Linked DNA regions of Mus musculus: region 2 is linked to region 1. The links are chromatin contacts, called in public HiChIP or PLAC-seq maps. All regions are on one chromosome and are shown on one strand. Each heading gives the region's core, a stretch centred on a gene start, on an enhancer-like site or on the middle of the called end of the contact. The rest is flanking DNA. Distances are from core to core; before and after follow the strand shown.

Region 1 (4,322 bases), core at 709-3,208:
GGACATTTAAAATAGTAACACAAAGTTCAAGATAAGCAGTTACCTCAAGTCTAAATTGTTTACTGAAAAAAAAGAAAAAAAAAAAAGCACGTATAAGTTGTTGATGTAGTTGGATAGCTTTTTTACCAGGACAAGTTAGTATATTGTTGACTGCTAGTTTGTCACATTATAGAGCACTCTTGAGTAACTCATATTTTTCTTTTATATATATTTTTATTTGAACATGAGTGTATTTTTCTCTGGCTATTCTTGGTTGTCAAGTTGACTACATAGGGTATTAACTAAAACCCAAGAATTAACTAAAAACTAAGGGTACACCCACGATGGCTTTTTTCTTAACTAAATCATTTGACTTTTAATCCAGATCTTTTAAGGTGGGAAGCTGCACCTGCTTGTCCTCACTCTACTTGGCAAGCCCATTCCTTTATTGGCATTTGTGCCAATGTATAATGTATACCGAATTTCAGGTGTATAATGAAGTTCAGCTGAAGGCATCCCAGCTTATGAACTGAACTAGTGGATTCTTGAATTTTCCGCTTACATACACACACACTAGTTTATTAGAGTGGCTTACAGGCTGTAGGTCCAGCTAGTCCAACAATTACTGTTTACCAACGGAAAACCCAAGAATCCGCTAGTTCTTGAGTCTACAAGCCTGGGTGTCTTTGGCTGAAGGAAGCCAGAAGATGTGTGCTCTAATGCCAGTGAAGGATTATGTATATATTCCTTCTTTCTATATATTCTGAAAATCTATATACATATTCATTCTCAGTTCTCTATCCATTCTATCAGTGAAGGAATGAATACATTCATTTATTCATTCATTCATTCAACCTGTTCCTCTAGAGAACCACGACCAATACAGATACATAACTTCCAGAGTGTTACAAATTCTCAGTCTGAACTCTTCACTATTGAACCTGTTTTCACAGGTCTGTGGGATTTTGCCATTCAGATGCATCTTATTAAAAGTAAATTTGAAATACCATTATTCACCTCATTGCCAGATAACTGAACAGGGAGTGGGGGTTGGGCTGCGTACTGTATAAGCAGCTCATTTCTATTCCTCGGGGAGAAAGGTTGACTCCCAAGATGCCATTGACAAATGTTGCAAACTCCTTACACTTTGCTGAGAAAACATGGGGTGAGCTATTTGCTCTCAAAAGTTGTTAATAAACAACTTGAAACCTTGATAAGTGCTAAGAACCATAAACGCAGCTTGGAAGGCCTTTCAGAGAAATCTGGTCGCCTTTTCTTCCGTCGTCAGGGGATTAGGCACCAGTTTTGCTAGCCAAAGCCTCCAAGGTGCCGAAAGGAACCGCACTAACTTTATCTGCCTACTGGTGCTCTCCGTGAGGAGCGAGGGCCGCCCCGCATTGAATCCCCTGTGGGGCCGGTCACACGCCTTCCTTTCAGTGGCGCCAACAAAAGTGTTGGACCCCGGGCCCAGTATGGCACGCCGGAGAAGAGGGCGGTTAAGACCGTTACCAACCCGAGTTTTGAACTATTTCAAACTTGGCTCAGGCGCCCGCCCGTCTCCTCCCCTCCCCCTCCCGAGAACCACTCAGCGCCCATTCCCGCCAAGAGCTGGCCCGCCCCCCGGCCGGTTCCCGCCATCCCGACCTCCCCGCCTCCTGCCCATAGCGGGCTTCGGGTCCCGCCAAGTGCCCGGCCTCCGCCTGCCTGTCCATGGCTTTCCTGAGAGGTACCGCACGTTGGCAAAAGAACAAAGACAGCGACTGTGGTGCTTCCACCCAGCAAGCCGCGTTCCTCAGAGCGAGCCCTGTCACTCGCGCACGCGCTGGTGAGCCTCGCGCTCCCAGGGCTGGAGCTCGCTCCGAAGGCTCCCAGCCCGTTCGGCCCTCTGATTGGACGGGCGCCCTCTCGCATCCTCCAATCGGAGAGGCGCTTGATAGTGCTGGGGGGGCCAAATAAAAGCGATGGCGATTGGGTTGCTGCGTTTGGCGCTCGGTCCGGTCGCGTCCGACACCCAGTGGGACATCGAAGGCAGTGGAGTCCCGGCGGCGGCGGTGGCGGTGGCGGCGGGTTGGGGGCGACGCGCGGGAGAGGCGCGGGCTGGCGCGCGGGACGAAGGTAGTCCGCGCCGTCGGCCGCCGGTGGTCGGCAGTCAGGGATCTGGAACGCGCCCCGGGGCGGCGGCGGCGGCGGCGGCGATCGCGGGACCTCCGCGCGGGTGCCTGGCCAGTCTTCGGCATCGCCCAAGCGGGTCTCACTCGAGCGCCGCTTTTGTAGGCGCGGAGGGAGGGCTAGGGGACAGCTTTCTGAGCGGTCGTGAGGTGTGTGGCGGTCCCCGCGGTCCCACGAGTGAACTGTGGATTCCGGCAGACGCGGGCGGGCGGGGGCCGGGAGTGGGGGCTTCTGTCCCGGAGCCTGGTCCCGCCTGGCCGGGGCTGGGGGCGTTCCTGTGGCCGATCGGGGCCGGCAGCGCTGAGCCTCAAGTCTTCTTTGTGTGGCTGGGAGGCGGGAGCGCCCGGGTAGGACGGGACTTACACACAAGTTGGTGGGACCGAGTCGAGAGTCTGCACTCAGACAAAGGACAGACTGTGTCTCGGAAGGGGAGGGGAGGACGCGACACTCGGGGCTCCCGCCGCGCGGGTGGGGGCGTGGGGAGGCGCGACGCGAGCGCGAGTGGGCAGGGCTCGTCCTTGCCTGGCCCTGCTGGGGGCGACCGGCTAACGCCGGGCCTTGCTAAGGCGGGACTGCGTGCACAATGTGGGAACTCCCTTAGCCCTGCGGCTGACATTTCCCCGAGAGCCGGGAGTCTCCCACTGCCTCGGGCTGCTAGTGTCCTCGACTGGCTTTGTGCTAAGTTCGATGGAAGAGTCCAGCTGTGTTTCCTTCTCTCACTTCATTATACAGCCCCCCTTGCACGCACCAGATCGTATGCTTCAGGGCTACTTTTTGAAAATGGGAGAAATTGAGAAAGCACGGGCTTTCGGAAAACTTGGTGAATGTCTTGTGAGTTCTACTTTCTAAAGGACCAAAACCTGAAAGAAAAACAAAATCTGTTTTGGCCAACTTGTGTGCTTTTGAGAATGGTGACAGGTGCTAACGAAATCAACTGTCATTTACTCAGTGATTATTCCCCAAATCTCCAGGGGTAGGTTGTTAAAGACTAGATGATCGAAATAAAATACCCACGAGAAATGTGGGTTTACGCTGTAGAATTGACAGTTTCTTTTTAGTGGGTCACGTTTCCCGTGAACAATAGCTTTGGTGAGTCAGAAAAGGCATTTGTTGCCTAAGAAATTCGAGTGTATTCTTGTCACAATTCAAAGAAACTTACTTTGCTTATTAACAGGATCTGTAGAATCTAAATTCATCTGAAGTAAAAATTTGTCTTTGATATTTAAAATACCGTACAACAACGCTACAACGCCTTTTCAGTTTCAGGAAAGTCGTTATCAGTTTAATTCTATGGGTTTTTAATGGCACATAAAACATTTGAAAAATACTAATGCTGTCACAGTTGAATGTAGTTTATATTTTTGGCGATTTAAAAATGTATTTTCAATTACTTTTTATTAATGAATATTAGCAGTGAATTCATATTCAGGAATAAAAGTCAATTTTACTTAGAAGAATGTGGAAATATTTAGGTTATATTTAATTTCCTGTTCTTGTATTCTCAAGTTGGAAACGGATTGGATTCTGGTCTTAAACGAAAAGAATCCTGCCTTTTCTCTTTGGAGAGGTGTACTAGAGAATGAAAATTGCATTAGGAAAACTTAGGAAAATTGCATCCTATATTCTAATTTTGATGGGTTTTGAATATATTTCTTAAAAAAAAAAACAAAAAAAAACCAAAAGAACAGACTCTTGTTGCACTGTTTCATCTAATGAAGACCTAAAGTACATCTGCTAATTTACGGTTTCATATGAATGGAGACAAAGAAATGCAGTGTCAAATTTCTGTTGTTTCTGATTTGCAGGAGCATCGTAGAATAGACATTCCAGGTGCAGCTCTAAATGTTGAGATTGTAGCATAAGGTTTATGTTTACATTAAAATCCTATTGATAATCTCATTCATTATGAGGTGAGCTAGTTGTATAGAATTTTGGTAGAAAATTAGTTTAGAATTTAACAATTCAGTTTTGCCTGAATATGTGATTTTTTCCTGTAGTTGACATTTGCTGTTTTGTACTTGCCACATATATTTCCTTAACTCTCTGAAGAATTGGTTGAAAATATTGCCTTATGTTTCGGTAGAAATGAGAAATGTTTAAGAAGTCTAAATAGGGATAGAAAAAGCCACTTGTTGACATGTGTAGCTAGAAGTGTTCTTTTTGGTACTGATATT
Region 2 (4,322 bases), core at 1,032-3,531, 240 kb before region 1:
TTGTCAATGAAGTGCTCAACAGAAATGAGGCAGTGCCCAAATCCCAAGGCTCAGTGACCATTGAAGAAAAAGGGCAGCAAGACTCTGAAATCCAGAGTTGGACTGGATCCAAAGAGTTTCTTCGGGACATGACAGGACTACTGCACTCATGAACTCTTATCAGCTATGGCCGCCTGCATGAAATCAAGCAAGTCAACACTATAGCATTGAAAGGGACAGGGGCATGAGCTCCCACTCATAACTGCAGAGTTACAGACAACTGATAGCTTCTGGGGAAGAGAAAACCCAATTTTTAAGGTTGTGGCCCCTGGTAAATCAACCAAACTCCAGTGGATGCCCTACACCAAGGAGTATATGAGAAGTACCTCATGGATCATTTTTTAAAAAGGACACAAAACTGGGGACACTATGAGGGAGGGAGGAGTGAATCTGAGAGGAGTTAGGAGCAGTAGGGTGAAATGGTCAAAATACACTCTATTAAATTTTCAAAGAATAAAAATATTTTTAAATCATTTAGATTTATTTATGTGTATCTGTATCCTGCCTTCATGTAAATATGTGACAACATCTACATGCCCAGTGCCCTCAAGGGTCAGAAGAGGGCATCAGATACTTTGGAATTAAAGTTACAGATTGCTGTTAGTCACCATGTGAATGTTAGGAATCAACTCGGGGCCCTCTGCAAGAGCAACTGGTACTTTTAACTGCTGAGCTATCTCTCCATAACCCCTAAAAAGATTTCTTAAAATTAAAATTAAAAATATCAGTATTTCCAAATTCTTCTTCATAAAACAGTCTTGCCCTGGTCAGTACCAAAGTCACTGAGTCCAAGTGATTATTGAGGACTTTAAATGTGCTCAGTTCAATTGAGATGTGTTGTGTTTAAAATCTCATTAATAGTTTTATAATATTACTATTAAAATATTTTTATACTTTGAGCTAAATAACATTTCACTGAATTAACTGAAATTAATTTCCTCTTTCTTTTTACTTTTTTTTTTACTTTTTTCTTTTCTTTCTTTCTTTTTTTAAAGACACACACTCTGGCTATTTGGCCAAGCATATACTAAAATTTCTGATTCTCCTATTTTAAACTCCTCTGTGAGCCACCATGTTACCATCATGGTTTAACCTCCTAAACATGACTACTAGAGAACTAAAAGTATGTGACAGTTTTCAGCATGGCATATACCTATAGCATACACCATGGGCTCTACTATCTTTTTTAAGGGTTGGGGGAAAATTAAACTTGAAGGGTATTCCCCTCTACTCCATTCCCCGCCCCTCCCCGCTGCTCCCCTGGTTTCTTCTTTCTTTTTTACTTCCTATCTACTCCTCTGCAGACCTGCCTGACTTCTGACTTATTTAAAAAGTCTCTTTGAGCTGACCAAAGCCTTCTTAGGTGGCAAACAAAAGCAATACTTTCCAATCAGAACGTTCTGTTAAACGACCATCCCCTCTTCCTTAATGGCTGTGTGCAGGGACTGTGCGGGTTGTCCTGGTAGCCCTGGCATCTCTGGTGCATGCACGGCTGGGCCCACTGCAGGCCTGCAGCAAACAAGCACACGCACGACTGCACTACTGGCTAAGCCTGCGCTCGGTCGGCCTTCCAAGGTCCCCGCGGCGCCACAGCCTGCCCTCCCGGGCGCGCGAGGCTGTCTGTCCTCACGCAGTCCATAAGGACACACCTTGGCTTTTACCTTCCCCGCCACGCAGGTGACTGTCCTGCCGCACCTAGCAACGACAGCTCTCGCGGCTGTACAGAATGGCTGGTGGATTGCAAAAACACCTCGAGCCCACTTCCCCGTTCCGCGGGCTGACGCGGAGCACCGCGGCGCGTGTAGGTTAGAAACTGCAGACCCTGGTCCCGCGGCGTCGCCCGGCGCTGCGGTCCGCGGTGGCCTTGCGGGGCAAACGACAGCCGCAGACCCACGCGGGCCACAAGGCCCGCTGCCGTCCCCAGCTCCCTCGCCTCCCCCGAGGCCCGGGTGACAGAGACGCCCGTCCATCAGCGCCCTTACCGGAGCGGCGGTCGCCTCAGCCATGGCCCTCCGCTGCCCGGTCCTGTCCCGGGAGTCGCCACCACACGCAGGCCCGGCTGCTCAGTGCTCTCGGCAGACGGCGAGAAGCGGTCTCGCGTTGCTCGCTCTGACAGGACTCGCGCGGCAATCGGGCTTCCGGGGGCGCTGGGACGCAGAGGAGCTGAGTAGCGAGCAGCCTACGCCGCACCGGCTGCAGCCGCCCCTCAGCTGGCGCTTTGTGGGCAGCGAGTACTGCAGGCGCTCTGCCGGCCTAGACGCGCCCCCCTCCGGTCGGTCCTCCCGGGACAGCGCGCCCCCTGGCGGCCCCCGCATCCGGAGCGCCTTCCCAGAGGTCAGCTTCTGAGAAAAGAGTTTTGGTGAACGCAGATCCAACCTACTCGGGTTTCCCATCCATCTGAGAAGACCCAGCAGATGCTACATAGTTTAAGAGCCAGGGAGCGGTGTCCAGGCTGGACGATAGTGTAATCGGCTACCAGAGTGAGCTAGGTGGGAATGATGGAGTTATATCGTTCGTAGAAATTACAAATATGACTTGTATTGGCACCAGAGATTCTGATTATTTTGATTATTGTCTCACTTGGGCTTGGATGAGAAGTAGAATTTTTATAAAGATTTGTTTCTTTTAATTTTATATGTATAAATGTTTCTCTACACTTGGATGTCTACTGCCTATGGAGGCCGGAATAGGATGCAGGATAACCTGGAACTGGAGCTACACACACAGTTGTGAGCCAAACCCAGATCCTCTGCCGAGCTCACTCACCAGCACCGACAAGTGGACTACTTGAGCCAACAGAAATAAAGCTTGTGGTTAGATTTGCTGGATCTGGACTAAGGACCAACAAAAGACAGAGTTGTGTGTTTAACAGCTTGTGTGGCAGAAAGATAATCACACAGCCATAACTTTCCAGTATTTCTCTTTTTTCAAACATGTATGAACCAAAGTCTTCTCAGACATTTATCTCAGTAAATGAAATGAATCCATTCAATGCCCTCAACAGTAGACTGTCTATAGTGCCCCCACAGTATAGGGATCTTCCTGCTGGGCCACTACCACTTGAGTGTACTGTGAGTCTTTATAGTGTACATACAAAGCAATATCTTGTGTATACTTTGAGTCTACTTGAGCATGAACTGTGGTCAGATGGTGCATAGTTGGGAGTTAAAACTACCGTTCTCTAAACTAGAACATCACTATAATGGAATGAACTAGAAAAAGAAGAAAGAAGAGGAGGAGAAAGAAAGAGAGAGACAGAGATAGAGAGAAATAATTGACCTCAGGAAAATAATTAGTGATTTTATTATTAAAAGACATAATTTTTAAATGTGGCCTTCGGCCTGGCAGTGGTGATGCCCATCTTCAGTCCCAGCACTTGGGAGGCAGAGGCAGGTGAATCTGTATAAGTTTGAAGCCAGCTTGGTCTACAGAGTGAGTTCCAGGAAAGCCAGGGCTACACAGAGAAACCCTGTCTCAAAAACAAAAACAAAAAACAAAAAACAAAACAAAACAAAACAAAACAAAACAAAACAAAAAAAGGCCTTAGAAAGCAAGAATAAAGCCTGATATGATGGTACTTGCTTTTAATCCATGCACTAGGAAGCAGAAACAGGAAACTTTCTGTAAGTTTAAGGCCAGCCTGGACTCCAAAGCAAGTTCTAGGTCATTTGGAGCTCTACAGTGGAACCCTGTTTTAAGGGGGTGGGTGACTAATTTCCAAACTCTCTGTTTCCCTCCTAGTTGTCAGATGCTCCTATGGATATGAAACATGAACATTTGTATGACTAAACAATCCTTAATCCTTTAACTTTTTGAGGCATGTAGCCCAGGTAGTGAAGGATGACTGTGACCTCCTGATCTTCCTGCCTCTACCTCCCAAAGGTTGGATAAGCAAGACACATTCAACTGAGCCCCACCAAGCATCAGGGCTAGCTCTGTCTGTTCAAAATAATGATGCCATCACCAAGCTGTTAAATGTTTCATCCTCTAAAACAGTGGTGTAGAGAGAATATCTTGTGTATTGTATGCATATATCACCTGTCAATTAAAAAGCCTATGGCCTTAAATAGGAGGTAGAACATCCAGGAGGCAGAAAGGTTTCTGGGTATGAGATTTGTCCAGGACGACGTGATGAGGGATGTATGAGGGATGCTTCTTCTGGTCTCCACCTCCTGCATTCACATGATGCACAGAAACTTACAAAACCTCACACACATAAATAAAAAATGAATCTGAAAACAAACAAAGAGGACTGGAGAGGTGGCTTGGTGGTTAGCAGCACT

Evidence for each region. HiChIP or PLAC-seq counts read pairs in DNA pulled down with a chosen protein or histone mark.
Region 2: a contact with region 1 is called in an HNF4G HiChIP or PLAC-seq map of pancreatic cancer cells. The contact joins the promoter of Zfp398 here to the promoter of Ezh2 in region 1. A contact is called at or near these places in 1 of 484 Hi-C or Micro-C datasets (CD8 T cells) and 2 of 115 datasets of contacts at active chromatin or transcription factors (memory CD8 T cells and pancreatic cancer cells).

What each region holds. Positions count from the first base shown.
Region 1 is chr6:47,592,666-47,596,987 of GRCm38.p6, reverse strand. Ezh2 (enhancer of zeste 2 polycomb repressive complex 2 subunit) reads left to right here and starts at 1,958. Exons shown (of 20, transcript NM_007971.2): 1 at 1,958-2,094. It overlaps F830010H11Rik (RIKEN cDNA F830010H11 gene), which reads right to left and starts at 1,779. Exons shown (of 1, transcript NR_168258.1): 1 at 1-1,779.
Region 2 is chr6:47,833,620-47,837,941 of GRCm38.p6, reverse strand. Zfp398 (zinc finger protein 398) reads right to left here and starts at 2,281. Exons shown (of 6, transcript NM_027477.3): 1 at 2,022-2,281. The coding sequence starts at 2,045. It also overlaps a transcript of Zfp786 not described here.